Regions from separate parts of the Rattus norvegicus genome. Here region 1 is linked to region 2. Evidence: chromatin contacts called from public HiChIP or PLAC-seq data. All regions are on one chromosome and are shown on one strand. Each heading gives the region's core, a stretch centred on a gene start, on an enhancer-like site or on the middle of the called end of the contact. The rest is flanking DNA. Distances are from core to core; before and after follow the strand shown. Region 1 overlaps Sox6 (SRY-box transcription factor 6). Region 2 has its middle 340 kb from the start of Trnav-aac35.

What was found. HiChIP or PLAC-seq counts read pairs in DNA pulled down with a chosen protein or histone mark.
Region 1: an H3K27ac HiChIP or PLAC-seq map of oligodendrocytes shows a contact between it and region 2, with 3 times the contacts expected there. The contact joins two enhancer-like sites. A contact is called at or near these places in 1 of 12 Hi-C or Micro-C datasets (Schwann cells) and 1 of 1 datasets of contacts at active chromatin or transcription factors (oligodendrocytes).

What each region holds. Positions count from the first base shown.
Region 1 is chr1:179,298,957-179,306,600 of GRCr8, reverse strand. All of the region lies in intron 7 of Sox6 (SRY-box transcription factor 6), which reads left to right. Among named protein-coding and RNA genes, the nearest start is that of Trnav-aac35, 88 kb to the left of the region's middle. Within about 2 kb of position 3,735, at least 16 of the 93 cell types and tissues checked have an H3K27ac peak or open chromatin away from gene starts, as enhancers often do.
Region 2 is chr1:179,046,427-179,053,243 of GRCr8, reverse strand. No RefSeq gene overlaps it. Among named protein-coding and RNA genes, the nearest start is that of Trnav-aac35, 340 kb to the left of the region's middle. Within about 2 kb of position 5,198, at least 4 of the 93 cell types and tissues checked have an H3K27ac peak or open chromatin away from gene starts, as enhancers often do.

The DNA of each region.
Region 1 (7,644 bases), core at 2,486-4,985, 250 kb before region 2:
TGGTGATATTCTCCCAAAGAAGATATAAAAATGTAAAATTTTAAATGGGAATGTTATATCTGAATACCCTAGGAGATTTCAACAAAATAAGCAGATTAAGATGTGTTCGGGCTTAAATGATTTATCATTCCATCCTGTAATGTGTGTGTGGCCATGCTGGCAGGAAAGGACGCTGGGTAGATAATGTGGAGAGGAGAGGTACTAAGGCAAACTGAACAAATCTACTCCAGGAGTTAGCTTCCAGAGGGAGGGACAGAGATGCAGAGGTAGACAAGCTCGATGTGTATGTGGTAGAATGTACAGTTGCCACATGCAAGAGAACACCAGGGGATGCTTCTACCTATGCAATCTTTGCTAGGAAGCAAAGGTGACGAGGTTATTGTCAGAAGACACAAAGTTAGTTCGGGAAGACTGGACAGAGTGAGTTACAAGGCGATAGATTGAAATGGGACGTCCAGACAGAGGTGATGAAGTTATAGGCAGTTACTCAGTGGTTGCAGGAGTGAGAAGAAACGCTGGTGTGACACACTTAGCTATTCCTTAATCACGCTCATTAGCCCCTATTGTCAGCTCCAAAAGGAAACTTTTCATTGTGATTTATACCCAGAATGCTAGTCACTGAAACCCAGAACTTCTCAAAAGCAGCTGCATGCAGAATCCCCTATGTATCACCTTGCTCGTTTCTGTAAAAGATGCAAAGAACACCTTGCTCGTACCATCAGAGGAAGAGTCCCACGCCCAGTTGTGTGTTATGAAAGAGGCACTATTTACTATAAGATCCAAAAGTATTAATTAGCTGCCTTTGGTTTAAATAAAATTGATTGTTAAGGCAGAAAATAGAGGATATTATGAGTCCTGTTCTGCTGTAGCCTCCCAATAAAAGATGCAGTGACCCAACTCATTAGCCCTTTGATTTAATATATTGACACTTGGGTTCGAATAATTCCGTTTAGTGGCTTTTGCTTCCCAGGGATCAATTTAATTAGTTATAAAATGTGACTTCTTGTCAAGAGCTAGAAGAAATGCTGACGTTAAATAAAGTCATACGCAATTTAAACAATAAAGCTATCGATGCCTGGTTAAAAGTTAATGATGCAAGAAAAACGGCTTAATAGAGACAACCTCAGCATTGCAAGTGATGCTATGAAAATTAAGCTAAGTGGATGAATGAGGAATGTGATGTTGTTGAATTGTTAAAACAAATTCGGAGCTGCTCCGATGGCTCAGCAAGGTTGTGAGTGGTTATCCTTCAGCTGGGGAGACAGGACTAATTGTGGGTTCCTTGTCACTAGGACTTGAACATCAGATCAGTGCGAGGCTTTGGTCCAGGTTTGGGGCCTGTGAGCTAGCAAACTCCCTGAGATGAACCTCATACTTCATGAGTGGCTCCAGAAGTGCTGTTCATGGTCATGCCTGGACCTCAGTGAGGGCCTCAGTGAGGGCTTTCTTTTCTCGGTGCTCTGGTGGCTGGGTCCCTCTGCAGAGGGTTACAGGCACTCCTAGCCCCAGGCCTTTTCTGAGAAATATTGAAGCTGAGTTCTAGGTCTGGACTTTGGCCTGGTATGCTTCCTCCCCCTGGAGAGGTATCTCCTCCTTCTGCAGGGAGGCTGATGACCACATAGCTCTTCCGATTCAGAGATACACATGTCTCTCATCAGGTTTATTTGATGCCACCAACTTCTCCGATGCTCTGGCTTTAACTCTGGTTTGAATGATTTTTCTATGAGTGTCTCTAGGTCCAGCAGACTTAAATTAAGTAGTAAGTGAACTGACCCAATGCTAAGCGACTAGATGGTTTCTGAAGTGCTTTCTGACTCCCTTAATTCAGTCATAGATTCAAACTTAACTGCTTAGTCCATGAAATCAACTGCTTTCAGAGCACAGTCAAAACAACCAGTAGGCTGGCTAAATATACCCTGTGTCCTCTGGTGTGTATGCACACACCCACAATCAACTGTCTTTTGACTCGCCTGCTATCTTAACACCGGTTAGCTAAATAAAAGATTACCACATTTTATTGTCAGACAAAATTTATATCTCATTCCCTCAACTGTTGCATTTCCAAGCCATTTGCTCACTATGTGAAAACAAGGCACATGTTGAAACTTGAAGAGTTTTCAAATACCTCCTCTAGTCACAAGATTGGCATATGTGTGCTGTGCTCAACTCTTAGAAACAGCCAAAGAAGCCTGCAGTTGGCCCCCAGTTTATTGACAGGCACTGTCAGTGGTTGCTGGGTGGGAATACAAGAACAAGGAGCTGTGCTCTGGAAAGGAAGATGAAGGGGGGATTGATGGCCTTCCAGCTGCTCTCTAACACCCTTCCTGCACACCTTGCAGTGGAGCAAAGACTCCTCCATTTCTTTCCTGGAGTAAACTAGAAAGGTTCAAGATTGAAGATCCTGGGTAGAAGCTTACTCTTTTGGAAATTTGTTTATTCTTTCTGCTGATTCAGCTGCCAAGGAAATTACTGTAGCATCGACAGTGGACCATCAACGGGCAAGTGTATCCATCTAGGAAAAATCACTGAATAACGTACCTTGTCTATTTATATAAAATGACTATGCTTGAAAATTGCAATAAAGCACAAAAGCTTTAAACTTCCAGCAAAATAAGCACATTAAGATGTGTTGGGCCTAAAATGATCTGCAGGTTCATTTGTCTTTCTATCTTATAATATATGTAAACTCACTGGGAGGAAGGATGCCTTGCAGTTGATGTGGAGAGGAGAAGAGGGTACTCTTGAGAAGCTGGCAAACTTAACAGAAATCCCCCAGAAGCTTCCCTATGGGAGGGGCAGAGATGCAGAGGCAAAGATCCCGCTTGCTTACGTGGTGGAGTGTTCACACAGGCCACAGGCAAGAGAACACAAGGGACATTGCTGTGTATAAAATTTGTGCCAGTCCTAAGCTCACCACTGGAGTAAAGGTTATCTTTTTATTTGCTTTTCCTTTTGAATGTTGGGGGAAGGGCAATTAGCTGAGGACAAGAGGGAAATTGTTAGGGACCTCTGTAAGATAAACTATTTTGTCTTTGTGTTGACATTATATTGGCTACAGCCTACACAGAGGGGGATTGCCTGGAAAGGGAAAAGTCAGGAAAGAGAGGCATTAATATTTTTTAGCGTGTGTGGGTGCAGCGGCAGCAGAGGGGCCCGTGTTTTCTTACGGCTCAGATGGCAAAGCTAAGCATTCAGCCTACGGCAGGAAAAAGTGCCTTTTTTGTTTTCTGACTGCAGAGTCCAGGCATTCCCAGGGGAACACAATGAATGGCCCATTTTGTCCAACGCGGTTTCATAGACATAGATCTCTTGTTTTTCATCATTATTCTTGCCCGTCATTGGGTGTGCACATGACATTTGAGCGTGTTTTAAAGTCTTAACACACTCATGTGCCTGCAATAAAGTTACTCATAACAATCCCGCTTTCTCCAGACAACAGAGCGGGGTCTGTTATTTTCATAAGTCATGGCAGCTGGGAGGCAATTGCATAGACAACAGCTTAATCTAGCTGGAAAATGCAGGAAAAGGACGGCACACACAAAATTTCCTCCCATGTTATTCTAACGTGGAAGAATAAAAAAAATTATCCATGGGTGGTCTAGCTCGGTAACTGATTGGCAGACATACTTTGGATTTTTTAGAATGGTAAATGTAAGGCATTACTTTCCCTGTATTTGCTAATTGGCTAGCGAGCAGGATCAGAATGTGATACTCAGGTTGGTCTTAGTGGTCATGTGCTACTCTGAGCTGCTGAGAAGCAGTGTGTTTGTATGAAAAGACATTGAGTGAGGCAGTTCTAACTCAATGGCGAGCCCTTTTCGAGAGGTTCATGGAAGGCTCACTGGAGGCTCATAGCAATTCACAGCTTCGTCAGGCTGTGCTTCTGGTGTGCAGTCAATAGTAGGCCCAAACTCACAGCGAATAACGGGTTGGGGAAGAGGAGAGAAGCTGAAAAATTGAAATCTAACCTCAAACTGCCCGGTGCAGCATGCAGGCTGTGCCCTCAAGGATGCTGGAGCACTATTAGTCACATGCATTTCGCCTGGAAGATAGGACAAAAGACCTGTGAGTAGAGTGGAGAGGGGAGCTTCCCCTTTCTCTTCCACTGTGACTGAGAGAGAAGGGATTGCACAGAACCCTGGGAAGGAAAAGACTTAGGAAGCAAGATTTGCCCTGCTGTGCTTAACCATATCAAACTCTGCTGGCTTTTTCCTTTCGAGGAAATATGCTGTGACAGAACTTCTTGTAGGCTCTTTAAAGATACACAGGTGACACAAAGCATTCAGTCTCTAAGACATAATGGCTTTGCTGGTAGTTTTACTGGAAAAGATGAAGCTGTCCAGGCTGGAACCAACTCAACCCTCCCTAGGATCTTGTGTCTGAGTAAGAATAATCTGGTTCATTTCCAGCCTTAGTAGGGAAATATTAACCCTCATGAGGGCACTTCTACAGGAGGCCTTATGGAGAAATCCAAACCACAGGCAGCTGGGGCATGAGCTAGGCCTCACTGTCTCCTCCCTTATGCGCCAATGAGCATGGAGACACCTTAAAGATTCAGTTTTCAAAGCCTCTACTTAGCGTTTTTTAAATTGTGTTTCCTTGCTCCATTATTATACTTTACTTAACACACTCTTTACTTACCTTTGGCAGAGTGCAACACTAGAGGGCCTGGAGCAAAGCCCTTGTGTGTCAAAAGCCAAGACAGAAGCCAATCCTCTGCTGACCTCTCATGTTGCCACACCCCAAACCCAGAACAGAGCCATTAACGGCAGGCCTTTACGGTAGCTTACCATCGAAGTTTGACTAGGGATCTGTAGTTGTCATTTGTGGTTCAATTGACCACCAATCCATTTTCTTTATGTGAATTTTCTTTAATTTTAATAAATATGCACCAGCATGAATTTTAACTTTTGCCACCAGGCAGGTGAGAACTAAGGTAACTCAATGACTGTGACGGTCAAGGGTTGAGCTGATTTCTCTCGGAGAGAAGCTGTGTTTACTCTGCAGTTGCAGTTGGCACCCAGTGACGTGAAGGGGGTGGGTTGGCATAGCAGTTTGTAATTAATAGGAAATAGGACCTACAAGGGAAGCTAGAAAAACAAAAAGCACTTTTTACTTCTTATTCTCCTTCCTTTTTTACGTAGATTAGAATGTTAGGTAGGACCCATGGAGAAAAGGAACTGGGCTATAAGCAGCCCTGTAAGGCAACTGCTCATCAAACTGATGGTGAGACATAGGGCCCATGAATAAAGACTGCTGAATTTAGGAGCAACCCAAGGATGAGGATATATGCTCATAACATAGAAGAGATACACAAAACATGTGCATATATATATATATATTTAATTTTTAATATACATTCACACATACACATAAAAACACTGTTGCTGTGCTCCTAAAATTCTTTAGGCACTTCCTCACTTACTGAAATACTCATTATTTTCCCTTTTCCAAAAAGATATATACGATATATATTATATATAAAATATATATTATATATGTGTATGTGTATGTATGTGTATAAGAATATAGATATTCATACATACTGGTTGATGTAATGATTTTTAGACCTTTCACTATTTTACAAAAAGAGTTCCAAGTATGGGATGGAGCAAGATAAGAATAAATTCAGGGGCTAGAATAGAATTCAAAATGCAAATATAATTTCATGATATTGCTTATTAAAACTATAATAATATGGAGACATCTACTTATACATAAATAGTTATTAGTACATGTGTGTATGTATAATATATGTGTAAGAATATTTCTCAGTTCTGTGAATGAAATGTTAGAATAATGCTCCAAATAAAGCAGTGGTTCTCACCTTCCTAATGCTGCGATATTTAATACAGTTCCTCATGTTGTGGTGACCTCCAGCCATAAAATTATTCTTTTTGCTACTTCATAGTTCTAATTTTGCTACTGTTATGAATTGTGATATAAATATCTGTGTTTTCCAATGCTCTTAGATGATGCCTATGAAGTGGTCATTAGATCCAAATCTAATGACAGGTTAAGAACCTCTGGAAAAAGTATCCCCTAGTGGTTCTCTATACACCGCAGCCACATCATATCCTCATACCTTCTCCTGAGTCTTTTTGGGAAAGGGAAAATAATGAGTATTTCAGTAAGTGAGGAGGTACCTAAGGAATTTTAGGAGCACAGCAACAGTGTTTTTATGTGTATGTGTGAATGTATATTCAAAATTAAAAAAAAAATAGGTAGAGATAATATTCTCCCTGTCGTAGAGTGCCAATTATATAATGTGTAAGAACTTAGGGAAGCTGCTTGGCAACCAACTTAGCTAGTCATGGGAGTACAGGACAGTAATGTAAGGGGTGCCGAAGCTGCCAGAGGGCTTGGCTATGGAAGGGTGCCCACCTCGTCTGAAAGCATTGGCCCATATAACACACAGGGAGGCCGAAGGGAAAGTTCATCAGTATAGCAGAGAAGCCTGGCCAATGCTACACTGCGCAGGCAGTGAGGGGATGAACTAGAGTGCCCCAGCGACTGATGGGCTTGGGTGAGCACAACAGGGCAGCCTCTTCTTTTAGATGACTGACAAAACATACAATCCAAATTTAACCATAAAGAATAACCCCATGAAAAGTCAAGCAACTTAGGGACAGTCTACAAAATAGCTGGCTTGGAGTTCTCTACGTTGCTATGGTCGTAAGGTAAAGAAGAACCTGGGTCACTTCCACTTCACAGGAGATGGAGACGTAATGCAGGCTGGGGTGATGCTTCAGGACTATCCCTGTCAGAGGCTCAGCATCAGAATTACTTGGATTTAAATCTTACCTTTGTCAATCTAGTGGCTCTGTCCTTTATACACTTCTAAGGTTGATGGAGTGCATCCCACTGTCCTGTGGCTTGGTGGAGGTAAAGCGTAAAGGTTACATGCGTATCTTGGAGAGCCTGTGGACATCTAGTTAATGTCTCACTTCTTGAGCTTTGTTCTTCCTAGACATTGCTGTGAGTGTGGAGACATGGTGAAGATTGTTTAAATCCCATCCACATATGTGGTGCAGGCATTAATGTGGCGCTCTACACAGTATGCAGTGCTTCATGGTAGTTCATTGTCTTACAATCTCCTCATCTATTTGATTTTACCTTGTTTTCTCAAGGTAGGCAGAAATATAATTTTCTCATTTATTTCTAAGGAAGTCAAGATTTTCTGGTTCAAATCTAAGATGGTAGGAGCAGGCAGGGGGGTAGCATAGATTTTGCAGATGGGAACATTGGTCTCTTTCCAGGCATTGCTCTTTGTTCTTTGTCAGAGCCACATGATAAAGGATTGATTAACATTATAGAAATTTTACTTTTGATTAATATGGCAGGAGAATTATTTTTATCTTCCAAGATATATACTTTCCAGTATTTCTGAGTATTTTTATCTTCCAAAACACATGCTTTTCAATATTTGCAAGTTTTTCATAGGCAGTGGGAGGCGACAGCACAGAAACAGTGACTCTGAACACATGGTTATAACCACAGAAAAGCCATCACGATCACTGGTATGTGGCATGGTCCATTTACAAGCTGTGACAGGCACAGGACACCTCCTCTCTGTGGAGTCTCCAAGGTCTTAGCACCCTCTGCTTTCCCCTACTTTCTCCTTTCCTCCTAGCCTTACTCCTA
Region 2 (6,817 bases), core at 3,949-6,448:
GATTATGGCCCAGATGAAGGGCGGAAATCCTCGGCAGGGATGGCTTCAACTCCTACAGTTCAGTGTATGTGTGTTACTGTGAGGTCTGCTGCCCACAAAACCCATGGCTATCCTCTCAGTGTGAGAAGACGGGCCGAACCTGGGGGGCACACCAGCATATCCATTGTTTCTGTTCTTGGTTGCAGCACAGGGCTTTCTGTAATTTGGTCCTGCCATGCTCTCTAGACTTATTTTCTGCTATAGGTTTTAGCTCTTCTGGCCAAATCTTTACATTTATGTACATATATATAACCAAACAAATATACACAGATCCGAGTGAGATACAGACAATGTGCACATATATACACATTGGCATTTATATGCTTTATATATATTTAGAGAGATATGCTAACTTATGTCATTGACATACATATGTATTAGACACAGATATGCTCAGATGTATACCATTGGTGTATGTGTATAAATAATTGTGTATGTGTTAGATACAGATATGCTTACATGTATAACATTGGAGTATGTGTGTAAGAGAACTTGAATTCCATCCTCTGTCCAGTCGGAGATCTTGAGAGTTGTTGCCTGGGTCACTGGTTGAGAAGCATGCTGTGGCTGCATCCTGACTCGGCGGTATAAAGCTGTGACTGAGCAGCCATGGACCGATGTCAGGAGGTGTCAGCATTCACCCCTTCTACCTCTCATCTCTGCCTGTCTTCTTAGCTTTACTTTTGGGCTACATGCTATAGTCTCTCAACCCTTTCTATATTCTTCCCATCAGTTAGGAATTTTATCCTCATGGACACTGGTTAATCTTCTTCATGGTAAAAGGAACATTCCAACCTATAATTCTTGCAGAAGGCTATGCTTTCTTAGATAAGATTGTAGCATATCTTTTTCCTTCATTGTTGCATGGCTTAGGAGATATCCTCCTGTAGTAGTGTTCTCGATCTTGAGTCAGAGTTCCACATGTGTGCACTGTAGCATGCTGAGAGAACTGAAAATCAATTTGCTCTTGTCTTCATGTCCTTCCAGCACGGGTTCTAGTCCCACAAGGAGACTTAGCTCCTCGGGTAGAATCTTTACACTTTGAAAAACTATGGTTTAAGACAAGGCTAGAGAGTGAGCTGCCAAGTCCTATCAAAGCCAGCAATTCTAATTCTGACTCTCAGATGAGACCCTGGCCATCAGGGCTAGAGGACCGCTCTGAGGCGGCTTAGTTCTGTGCCTGGGTGGCTCTGAGGGCAAGCACATCTCCCTTAGCTTGCTGCTTCCTGACTCATGGCTTTGATGTTCTGGTTTCACTGTGTTGGCTTTACTGTGCATCAGGAAGGGTCATTTTTTAAAAGTAAGCTGGGAGTGAGTGAATAAATATAAATTGTTGCCCCTCACTCATCTGAGGGAAACTCCTATCATTCTCCTATGGATAGAGAAGGACACAAAACAGGTAGGAAGGACCCTACACCCTTGTAGAGTTTAAACTTGAGGAGTGTGTATTTTCCTCTTTCCACATATTTTAACTCATTCACTCTCCCCTAACCCCTCCCCACAAACGTCAGGCTACAGCTTATGTGACTACACTCATTTTTCCTGATGAAGGTATTGAGGGCCAGAAGTTAAATAATTTGTCCAATGTTGCATAGATGGTAGTAGACATATGATTTGACATCAAGGATGGGGAGATGGCTCAGTGGACAAGGCATTTGCTACCAACCCTGAATTTGATTCCCCAGGATCCACATGGTAGAAGGAAAAAAAAGCCAAAACACAATTCCTGAAAGTTGTCCTCTACCTTGTACACGCACGCTGTAGCATGCCCAGCTGCCAGCCTGCACACGTCACACCACAAACAAAAGTCTGTAGAAACAAGTTTAAACTTTTTTTTGAAGACCAAAAATTTGCCTTCAGCCCTTCTGTCATGACCAGTGTTGCCAAGCGTTTAAGATTTGAAAGAAAGAAAGAAAGAAAGAAAGAAAGAGAGAAAGAAAGGGAAAGAAAGAGAGAGAGAAAGAAAGGAAAAAGAAAGAAACTCAGAGAAGTTAGTCCAGTGAGCCAAGGCCACATAGCTGGTTTAGAAGCAGAGCTAAGCTTTCTGACTCCTTCACACTAGGCTTTTCCCAGGCTGTCTTTCCTTCCCACACTGTGGTAGGGAGCAGGGCAGACACATCAATGGGTACTATGGCTTGTAGGAGCTGAGAAGACGGAATTCTCTAGTATGATACGCACAAGCTGTCTGTCTGGGTCTCACATTGGTGAACTGGGGGAAGGGTGGGGACAGAATACCAATGCACTAAATATTACTCTAATTTGCTCAAAGGCCGTGATTGTATCAAGTTCTAGAAATAATGAGTGAACCAGACGGTTAGGCCACTGCAGCTGGCCAGCAAATTTTTGGCTCAAGTGTTATAATTATTAAATGCAGGGGAGAGAATAGATGAGGAGACAGAGGGAAGAGAGCTCACACAAGCAACTCCAACGCTTAGTTTGAGCTAATTTATCCAAAAATTATACAATCCAAGAAGGCCAACACTTACTTAAATTTAGATTTGGACGAGACTCCTGTCACACACACAAATGACTACTGTTTCCTGGACACCCACTCAGCACACACAATCACCCCTCAGTGCTGCCAGCCCGCTGGAACAAAAGGGATTTTGATTCTGAGATTCTGATTATTTTTAAACTTTAATGACAAATCCTTTCCTTCTCTACATTAAAAAATAAAGGCTATGCATCTTGCCATTAAGGGACTGCTTGCTGCTGCTTGGTTCTCCCAGGCACTTATGTTGTTTAAATTTTAATTTCCGGGTTGAAATTTTTATTGAAAACATCACTATCTTTCTAAATAACAACAAAAAAAGTTTTCTTCTCTCGTCGTCACTGTCATAGTTTGTCCTTTTACCTCCTCTCCTGCTGCCTTAGTGGTGAGTGTGTGTGTGTGTGTGTGTGTGTGTGTGTGTGTGTGTGTGTGTGTGTGTGTCTAGCTTCTCCAGTGACTCTCTGGCTTGAAATTACTAGACCTGCCCCCAGACAAGTGGTTACTGTTGCTTTAAAATTTTTATTACATTTTACTCATTCTCTGTGTGCGCGCATGCACACACGTATGCCATAGTGCTGATGAAGTCAAAGGACAGCTTGTGGGAGTCACGTCTCTTCCTCTATCGTGTGGGGCCTCAGGCTTGGACTCAGGTCTTCAGGCTTGGAGGCAAGCACCTTCACTTGTTGAGCTATCTTGCTGGCCTCAATTATTGTTGTTACTGTTGTTTTACAATCCAGGGCTTGTCTTGAGGACAAGTTAAATACTTAAGACCCTACATTGTTGGTCACTGGGGAGCAAAGTCCCTCTATAATGGTGACATTAAGATAGTGTAGTGACAAGGCAGTCCCCATGTGCTTGCCACTACCAGGCTGGCTCCAGGCACTCTCCCTTTATTCTCTTCCTGCAATCTTCAGCAGGAGATGAGGAAGCCACCATGACTCCCACCTTAGAGGAGGCAGATTGTGGCAGAACTTCCTGCATCCCAGGGAAAGCAAGGCTGCCATTTGTCACTCTGGTTGCTGACAGCCACAGATACCACTGGAAAATCTGATGTGGAGAGCTGAGAGATAGCCAAAGATAGATGTTTCTAGTTAGGCACTGGCCAAATCAAGGCAGACGTCCTAACAAAGAGAGCATTTGAGTTAAACGTGGAAAGCAGACAGGATTCTGATAGGCATGGTGGAATTAGACTAGACAGCATTCTTAGCAGTCAACAGAGGAGTGGAGGCACGCTTGTGAAGGATGGTTCAGCTATTGGATGAGGAGAAGGCCCATGCTTGGTCCATGGTTGGTTCTTGAAATCCATGGACTTTTACCTACGGGCGTTCAACTCTTCTTGGCTTACAGTTGACCTATTCAAATCTGACAGTTGGGGGGTGAACTGCTTAGAAAGATCAGCCTTAGCAAATGGTGATGGGCAATCTGTGGAGGTAAAGGGAGGAGCAGTACAATACCGGGAGGCACTTCAGAAGCGGTTCTTCCTAGCTCTATTTCTTGTCTAGCTTGCCCTGCTTGATCTCAGGCCTTGGGTCCTGGCTGTCTACTTTGGACCCCCAGGTGGCCCCATGGGTCCCAGTTTGACCCTCAGATAGCTCTCTGCTGCCCCCATCTGGCCAAGCAGCCCATGCCACGGTTCATTTGCAGGACCTGGCCCAGAGCTCCCAGAACATTGCTGCCAGGAATATAACTCCTGTTACTGGACAAGATTCAGAACACATATTCTGTGGTGAGCAGGTTCATGTCTATAAGTGCTCACAAGTGACATTGCACGAACATTCAATAGTGATACTACTATTGCTGGTTCACCAGGGGAGGCCCAAAGCAGAGAAATGAGGTGTCTTTAGGGTATGAGCTATGAGTGTTGATTAAGTGCTTACTTGTTCTCTATTAAGATCTGGGACTCTTGCCTTTGGGCCATTTTTGCCCAGATCCTACAGGAAGTCAGAGCTTGACATGGGGGGAGACTGCCAAGGCGTATTGTAAGGTATGGTTTGCCTCAGGGTAGGCAGGGTTGGAGGAATGCGAGGAACAGGAGAGGTAGCCATGCTAAGGACTGTATCATTGTGGACTAAGGCCAAAGGGAGAGGCAGAGCTTTGCTTGGGAAATGGGAGGCAGGGGATCTTGGAGCCAGAAGCACAAAAGGCCACAAAAGGAGCAAGGGGCACCAGCTCAGGGTCTAGTGCTCAAAGTGATGGCTGGCATGGTGGCTTAGGACTGCCTGGGTGTGTCTCTTAGTTTCCTTAAATGGGTAGGGTTCTTTCTGGCCCAAGACATCATTCCAACTTGACAGCATTTGAGGGTTAAGTCTCCGTCTCTTAGAAAAGTCCTATTAAGGAAAACCCACTGGCATCTTTCAAGCCCAGAGCAAGGCCGGGAGGAGTGGCAGCCAGACAGGGTGGTTTCTAATGGAGGCACAGTGAGATGGGAAAAGCTAGGTCAGGGGTGCAGCTGGCAGCTGCAGGAGGGAGAGTCTGAGAGAGGTTGGGGAGAGCCAAATGCAAGCTTCTCCCACTTCCCATTTTAGCCCGGGGCCAGCCGTGGGCACAATGATAGCGTTTTCACAGAACAATTCTCAGGAAGGCTGGTGGGGGACAGAGCAAGGCTATCTGTTTGCACAAGTGAGTGTATCCGAATGGCCTGGTGGAAGCAGCAGAAGTTGTGAGTGGGTTTGGAGCATGCACAGAATGTGAGACCAGGGGTGGGTGTGAGAGCTGGGCGTATGTTGTGTACGTGTGCTCTCAGTCTCAAAAGTTTCATAAATCTTGTAAGACACCTCCATGTCCTAAATGTTTCCTGTCTACGTACATAGCCATAGCTGAACTCTCTTTAGAGACCACTGCAAAGATATGAGTCAAAGTGGTATGGAAGCCTTCTGGGGAAGCGTCACTCAGATCTATGACAAACAGCAGACGACCATAAGGCCAGAGAGATTCAGTGTAAGGAGAGGTGAGAACCTGACCCAAAAGCTACTTATATTTTCAACAAAAATGTCCCTGTAGACCCACTTCCCTTATGGCCTTTTTTTTTCCTGGACTGTGAAGTGCTTAATTCAGGTTATCTCTGTATTCATTGGCTCTAACCAGATCCTAAGTCTGAGGGTGTAACTGTGGAAAGTATCCTTCCTGTCATCCTCATGGGGGACTTTTAGCCAATGGAGAAGTGAGTCTGACATTGTCAGTCTTATTGCAGTCACCCTTCATTAACAATAACTTGCAGCTACTCCTCTTAGCAAATAAAGTTGGTCCAGGATCAGGAGCTGTGCAGAAATTGACACAATAAAAGACATGTCTAGAACTGAACGTTGTGACACATACCTTAAGTTCCAGCCCTAATAACTGAGTTATTTGGGTCTTGAGTTTGAGGCCAGCCTGAGACTATGCTTTAAAGAAAATATCTAGTGTAGGGATGGATATAATTTTGGTCTCCATGGAAAACCTGTTAAAAGCAGGAAATTGAATGAAGAATGAATAAACTGATAGATATGTGTGAAAATGAAAAATTATTTTTTGGAACTCTGTCAGTGTCAAAAATTATGTACTGGAAAATGACTTGTTCTTCCTTTGCACATGCATGTGTGTACTTGTACACATGTGTGAGGCACATGTGCCATCTGTGTGTATGCCTATTGCAGCCAGAGGTCAGCCTGGGGTATCATTCCTTAGGTGTCATCTACCTAGTTTTTAAGACAGGATCCCTCACTATCCTGAAACTCTCTGATTTGGCTGGCCAACCTGTGAGCCACAGGCATCCATCCTCCTGCCTGCACCTCTCCAGAAACTGGATTGTAAGACTTTTACATAGGTGTTCAGGGGAATCAAACTCACTTCTCCATGCTTATGAAGCAACCATTTGACTGGGTACACCATCTTTATAGTCTGACATATAATTTTTGAAAATAAAAATATTAAGAGAGATGTACAGAAACCTTTTTAAAGGGTTCTAGAATTAGAAGATATCCGCAAAGTATATTATCTCCGTGAGTCTTTGGGAAAGTCTGAGGCACCCATGGCAGAGTCCTTACCCAGCCTGGTTCAGGCACGAGGTAGTTCAGCTACTTTTGAGTATTTCCAGCAACTAGTAGAAATGGTAGCTCAGGTCAGACATGTGCACAATGTGAAAGAAATCTCAAATGGTAAGCCCAGAACAGAACCAGACAGCAGCAGGGATGCTGAAGGGTGCTCCCTGTGGGTGGTTAAGGGCCGCTTCTGAACTAGTTTGCTTTTGTTTGGTTTTGGTCTTGTTCTATTGCTTTCACTTTTTGATGCAAACACATATTTTCATTCTTT